2 separate regions of the Anas platyrhynchos genome follow, and region 2 is linked to region 1. Evidence: chromatin contacts called from public Hi-C data. All regions are on one chromosome and are shown on one strand. Each heading gives the region's core, a stretch centred on a gene start, on an enhancer-like site or on the middle of the called end of the contact. The rest is flanking DNA. Distances are from core to core; before and after follow the strand shown.

Region 1 (3,051 bases), core at 359-2,858:
GAGATTATTTTGGCCAATCCCCTAAAAAAGGGATCAATCGTAGCAAGAGAGGGGCAGTGGTGCCTCTCCTCTGTCTCCCTAGCTTTGGAGCAGCGGGAGAGGCTCAAGAAGCCACGGGGGAGAGTTGTACACACAAGGTAACTCAGACCAGGCCTCACTGTTTCTACTTCACAAGGGGACCCAACAACAGGAAGGGAAGCCACCAGGGCTCCATGGGACACTCCAGGATGCTTATGAGCATCTCCAAAAAAATCAGCGCCATCAGACTGTAGACCTCCCTGTCTGGAAGACCACCAGCTGCATATGTTTTGCCCATGGTGGGGCTCCAGACTTATAAGATGGATGGGGCAGGAGCAAATCCATCCCCTCCACCAGCCAGAACCAGCACTTCCCAACTTCAGCCCCTTCCCACACACATCTGTGAGGAATGCCATTTATAACACATCCCCTCGGTGAAGGCCCCGGTACCTTGTCAGCTTGCGTGGCCACCGCTGCTTTGGGCTTCTGTCCCACATCGCTAAGGAAGCTGGCCCAAAGCGCGTCCTCTTTCTTTTTCTCTTCTTCTTCCCTGTCTTTTTCTGCCTGCTTCAAGTCGTCCACCTCCTCCTCTTCACTTTCCTGAGCCTTGCCTTCCTCTTTCTCATCGGGCTCTAGCACGAGGCCTCCTTTCTTCCTCTTCCTGGAAGCAGACACCCAAAAAACCGCACTGAGACCCTGCAGCACCACCCCAGACACCAAACTTAGTTGGGCAAAACAATACAGACGCCCCGTATTCTGGCTACAGCACCCTGGGAGGCTTCCCCTAACCTCGGAGGGGGTGAGCTGGTTAATTACAGGCCTGCCCTGATCAGAAATGACAGTAATTAGGTGGAAAACGTGGTGAGAAGCCCTAAATGGGGCTTATAGGGGGGCATACAGTGTGGGCATACAGGTGGATCGTGGAGGAACCTCCAGGTGAGGAGGCCTTAAATATGCCTTATATGTATGGTTTTAGGATGCCCAGATGAAAAACTGCTTAATTAAGGGCATTATTAACGGATCTAATCAGCCCCTGGTGAGGGTCCCGAGGCTTCCCACCCTTTTAACCCCCAGCCCCGAGCCATAACACGCACCAAAACGAGGCATTTCTCCTCACCGAGCATCCTTCCAACCACAAACCCTCGCGGAGCACCGCACAGCGCCAAAAACAAGCCAAATTTCGGTGAATTCCCCGTCACGGCCGCGTCCCTACCTGGCTGCGGGCCGGCGGGGGCTGCTCCTGCCGCGGGCTGCCCGGGGCCGCGCCTCCTCCTCCTCCTCCAGCAGCTCGCCGCCCTCATCCTCGCTGTACTCCGCGCCTGCGGGCACAACCGGCAACGCACCGCGCTCGTTAGGCCCCCCGGCGATTAATTAAGCTCCCCGGTGATTAATTAAGCTCCCCTAACCAGCCCCGGCCCGGCGGGAGGCTCACCCGAGGGCACGTAGTCCTCGTCCTCGGCCGAGCTGTACGCCTCCTCCTCACAGCCCGACATGGAGCCGCCGGTAACCACCGAGAGCCGCCGCCGCCGCCAGAGCGCCGCCCCCGCCGCCGCCGCCGCCCTCCAGCGCCCCCTAGAGGGGAGGACCCCGCTGTCCGCCCTGGAGGGAAGCCCGGCCCGCAGCCCCTCCGCTTCCGGGTGGCGCCCCGCAGCCGTTGCCATGGCAGCGCGGTGCTGGTTGGTGGATGGAGGTGCCTGTCAGCGCGCTGCGCTCTCCTATTGGTCGAGGCGGGGGGAGGAGGGAGGGGCTGGTGAAGCGATGGAGGGCGGCGAGGCGAGCGGCGGGCTGCTGCAGCAGATCCTCAGCCTGCGCTTGGTGCCGCGCTCCGGTAACGGCACCGCCGCCTACTCCAACCCGCTGGCGGCCTTCTCAGGTACGGACACAACCGAGAACGGGGCTGGGAGCCGGGCCCGGCCTTCCCGGGGGGCCGCTGGAGGCCGCTGGGCCTACCTCGGGCCTAGCCCGGGCCTGCCCGGCCCCGCCATGACGCGCCGTCCCCCCGCAGAGATGTGGTACGGGGTGTTCCTCTGGGCGCTCGTCTCCTCGCTCTCCTTCCACGTCCCCGCCGCCCTGCTCGCCCTCTTCACGCTGCGGCGCCACAAGTACGGCCGCTTCATGTCGCTGGGCCTGCTGCTGATGGGCATCGTGGGACCCATCACCGCCGGCATCCTCACCAGTACGGCACCGGCCGCTTTGGGCAAAAAACACCCAGGTTTGGGGGCTGTGTAAAAAATGGGCCGTGTCTGTGGGCTGGCTCATCGTGGTTTGGAGCCAGAGGCTGCCCCCAGACAGCTCAGCACCTCACGGGGGGCTTGGCAGAGCTCTGCCAATGCTTTTCTCCATTAATCCCCGTTGCCAGCCACATTCGTTGCCTGGTGGATAAGATTTATCACATATCCAGCCCGCTGGGCTGTAGCCCCCTCCCCGTGGCACAGCCGTGTGTTTTCCACGCCACGCAGTAACCTTTCTGCTTTCTCCCCCTCTCCGCAGGTGCTGCCATCGCAGGAGTTTACAGAGCCGCAGGGAAAAACATGATTCCCTTCGAAGCCCTCATTTTAGGCGTGGGTCAGACGTTCTGTGTGGTGGTGGTTTCGTTCCTACGGATTTTAGCCACTCTCTAGCTTTCTTTCGGATGTTAGCGCTTGAAAATGGAAGGGACTCCAAAGACCTGCCCCACTCCTGGGCTCTGTGAATCGAGTAACAAGGGAGCGCAACTCGAGGGGTGCCTCAGTGTGCGCTTCCTCCCCTGCTCGAGGCCGTGTGAAGGCTTTCTGCCTCCAGGCTGGTGGCAGAGCCTGATCTGAAGGGCTATGTGCCACAAACGTGCACTGGAGAACGTGCTTTCTGTAACTTCTGTTGCTCGTGTGCCACCGTAACGGCTGGGCTAGCTCCCCCTGGCACTGCTCAACCTGTGCCACCGATCCGGAGCAAACAGCTGCAAGCAACGCCCAGCTGCTTCCTGGCTAAAATGTTCCACTAAAGGGGTCCCTGGTCTGCTTTAGAAATTAAGATGAGATTTAATTTTGTTACATT
Region 2 (3,051 bases), core at 196-2,695, 120 kb before region 1:
TCTCCAAATCTGGGTCAGACTTCGGTCCAAGACAGAGATCAGTGGCTACCATGGCCAGCGACCAAACCTGGCAGACAGGAAGGAAAAACATCAAAGCTACAATTAGAAACAGCCAGACTGCGAGGGTATAGGTGTGCACAGATTCACTCGCAGATAAATATGAATGGCATTTTTTTTACTTATTGTGTTTTAAAACCAAGAGGGAGCAGTTCCAGCCCCAGTGTGACAAATTATATCAAGAATAACACACAGCTGATGCCTTCCCTGTCCCAGCTGCTTTAAGACTGGGTTAAACCATAGACTATTCTTCCTCAGAGTTTACCAGGAGAGTTTACACAGACCTGTTAGTTCACTTTATGTTCACAAACCACAAAAGGGTTTAAATTTGATAAAGTACTTTCTCACATGCCATGTTTCTTCTTCATTCACCTCCCTTTACTTTACTCTGGAATCAGTTCCCCCTTTTCAGTCTCCATCCCACTGATGGCATACGACTGCATCAAATCTAGGACTGGTTTTTGTGCTGTGCCTTTTTAAAATGGAGCAGGTAAAACATGATATGCCAGGGAAAATCAAAGTTGTTGGTTGGGCATAAAAAAAACAGGAAAGGAAAGAGAGTGTGATGCTGGAAAGACAACAAATCAGAGGAGACAACCAGAGCTGATGGCACAGGAGGATGGTGGGGACAAAGCTCCAAGTACCCAGAAGAGCAGCCAGCAAGCATAATCCTACAGCTGCTCACTGTGAGCTGGAGAGAAACTGAGCAAAGAAACTGAAACAAGGACAAGAAACTAAGTACAAGACAGCACAGAAAGGAACCTGGAAAGATGTCATTTCCCACACTGCTACAGAGCAAGTCTCCTATGTAACTGCACTGCTCACGGCTCCATGAATGCCATGAACAAGGCAAGCTGCAACAGGTTGGAGTTACACGAGTGTCCTGGTTTCAGTTAGGACAGAGTTAATTTTCCTCCTAGTAGCTGGTAGGGTGCTGTGTTTTGGCTTAGGATGAGAAGAGTGCTGATAACACCCCGATGTTTTAATTGTTGCAGAGCAGTGCTTACACCAAGCCAAGGACGTCTCAGCTCCTTGCTCTGTCCTGCCAGCGGGCAGGCTGGGGGTGCAGCAAGAGCTGGGAGGGGACAGACCCAGGACAGCTGACCCAAACTGGCCAAAGGGGTATTCCGTACCGTATGGGGTCGTGCTGAGAAATATATAGGGGTGGCTGGACTGCTTGGGGGTAGACTGGGCATCGGTCAGTGGGTGGTGAGCAATTGCATTGTGCATCACTTGTTTGTACACGTTATTAGTAGCAGTACTATTATCGTCATTATTGTTATTATTATTATTATTGTTACTGTTATTTCCCTGTCTAAATAAACTGTCTCTATCTCAACTCCCAGGCTTCACTTTCCCTTTTCTCTCCCCCATCCCACAGAGGAAGGTGGGAGGGTGAGCGAATGGCCGTGTGGTGTCTAGCTGCCGGCTGGGTTAAACCACAACAACGGGCCAGGGAATAAGAAAGCAAGAAAAAGGTATCAGAAAAGTCCTACTGAAGTTACTCCACCAAAGCTCTGCTCCTCCAGGCAAACCAGGCAGCAAAATGAAGCACAGGGGCTACCAGACCTACCTTCTCTCTAGCTGAGCCCACCATGAAGCTAAAAACCTGACAGCAAGACAACAGCTTGAGTTGGTTTCTGCTTACACCAGGTATGGCTCTGGCCATTCCCTGCCCAGAGCTAGGGGGAGCCAAAAGCTCAGGAGAGGTGCAGAGGCTCCTCTGGCAGTGCCAGCCACAGCCAGCTCCTATCAAAAGCTCTGCCTGTTGCTGTGGGCTGATCACACGGCAAGGGACTGGCCAAAATGGGCATTTTTCTCCAATTACTCGTTGAAGCTGGGGTCTCTGGGCTCAGGCTCTTCTTGGGGAGAAGCCAGCTGCACGTAGTGCCAGTGCGGACGAGTGCTGAGCTAATTACAACGGGAATGATTACGTAAGGCAAAACCACCGATGAAAATACGAGCAGCAGCCAGGCAGCTTTGTGCACAGTTACTTCCTCTGCAGGCTCAAAAACGGGCTGCATCCCCAGCTCTGCCTGCAGGAACCCCCTGAAACGTGTGCAGGACCCTGCTGGCAGCCCTGGGGAGGGACCTCTCGATGCCAAGAGCGAGGAGATAGAGAGCACCCCTGCAGCTGGTTCACAGGCCTCGGTTTGTTGAACATTTCAGGCTCCCTGGAAGAAGTGCTGAGCCCAGCTGGCTGTTCGGGTATCGAGGTGACAGCACAAGCAGTTTGAGAAAGAGGTCTGAACCAACACAATACCTGCACGAGATCCCTCCGTCCAACAGCCAAGGCGGAGGCAGCATTCTTCTGGCAGGTCTCCTGGATATTGTTCACATTCAGTCTGAAAAGCAAGCGGACAGATGAGCTCAGCGAGCAGTCCGGAACCTGCTGATCAATCTGAAACTGCAAGCACGACGAGGATCCCATCCTGCCCTCTGCTGTTCTCCAGGGATCACTGCCATCCTCCTGCCAACCCCACCCTTCACCTTCCCTAGCACACTGCTAATTTATCAGGCTCCAAACTAGCTTGGTCCCAAGACACCACTTCCACGAGGATGTGGGATCCAACTTGTGGCAGAACACCACCAAGCCAAGAGTCGTGTGGTCCTGTTCCCAGCCAGCCTGCTGCCCTGCTCTGCTCGACTGCAGGGACCCAGCTGCGGACTTGGACTCTTGGAATTTCTGCTGCTGAAGATCTTACAGCAAATCGAAAAGGCTCAGGCTCTTTACGAATGAGATACCCAGAGAAGAAAGTTCCAAGAGGACTTTTTAAAGAACATTTATACGAACATTTTAATAACACAGAAAAGGGAGAAGGAAGATTTTCTTCCTCCTCTGTTGCCTCCTTTACGAAGGGCAGCCTGCTTCTTCCCTGCATGTTTACAGAGTGAAAACTGTGAAGGATCAGCCAGCATTACCAATGCTAAGGAAGCAAAAACTCACGAAAAGAGATTTTACAGCTATCTGAATTAGACACTTTGGGAAAAGAC

The links. A called contact is a pair of places that touch in the nucleus more often than the background predicts.
Region 2: a contact with region 1 is called in a Hi-C map of skeletal muscle, with 4 times the contacts expected there. The contact joins the enhancer-like site here to the promoter of CFDP1 in region 1. A contact is called at or near these places in 2 of 8 Hi-C or Micro-C datasets (skeletal muscle and subcutaneous adipose tissue).

The regions. Positions count from the first base shown.
Region 1 is chr12:13,075,021-13,078,071 of IASCAAS_PekinDuck_T2T, forward strand. CFDP1 (craniofacial development protein 1) reads right to left here and starts at 1,609. Exons shown (of 7, transcript XM_027465748.3): 1 at 1,451-1,609; 2 at 1,232-1,337; 3 at 469-679. The coding sequence starts at 1,511. TMEM170A (transmembrane protein 170A) reads left to right here and starts at 1,727. Exons shown (of 3, transcript XM_027465749.3): 1 at 1,727-1,891; 2 at 2,024-2,230; 3 at 2,509-3,051. The coding sequence starts at 1,777. The coding sequence ends at 2,639.
Region 2 is chr12:12,954,811-12,957,861 of IASCAAS_PekinDuck_T2T, forward strand. It overlaps WDR59 (WD repeat domain 59), which reads right to left. Exons shown (of 29, transcript XM_072044034.1): 23 at 2,321-2,402; 24 at 1-67. Among named protein-coding and RNA genes, the nearest start is that of FA2H, 10 kb to the left of the region's middle. Within about 2 kb of position 1,446, at least 3 of the 8 cell types and tissues checked have an H3K27ac peak or open chromatin away from gene starts, as enhancers often do.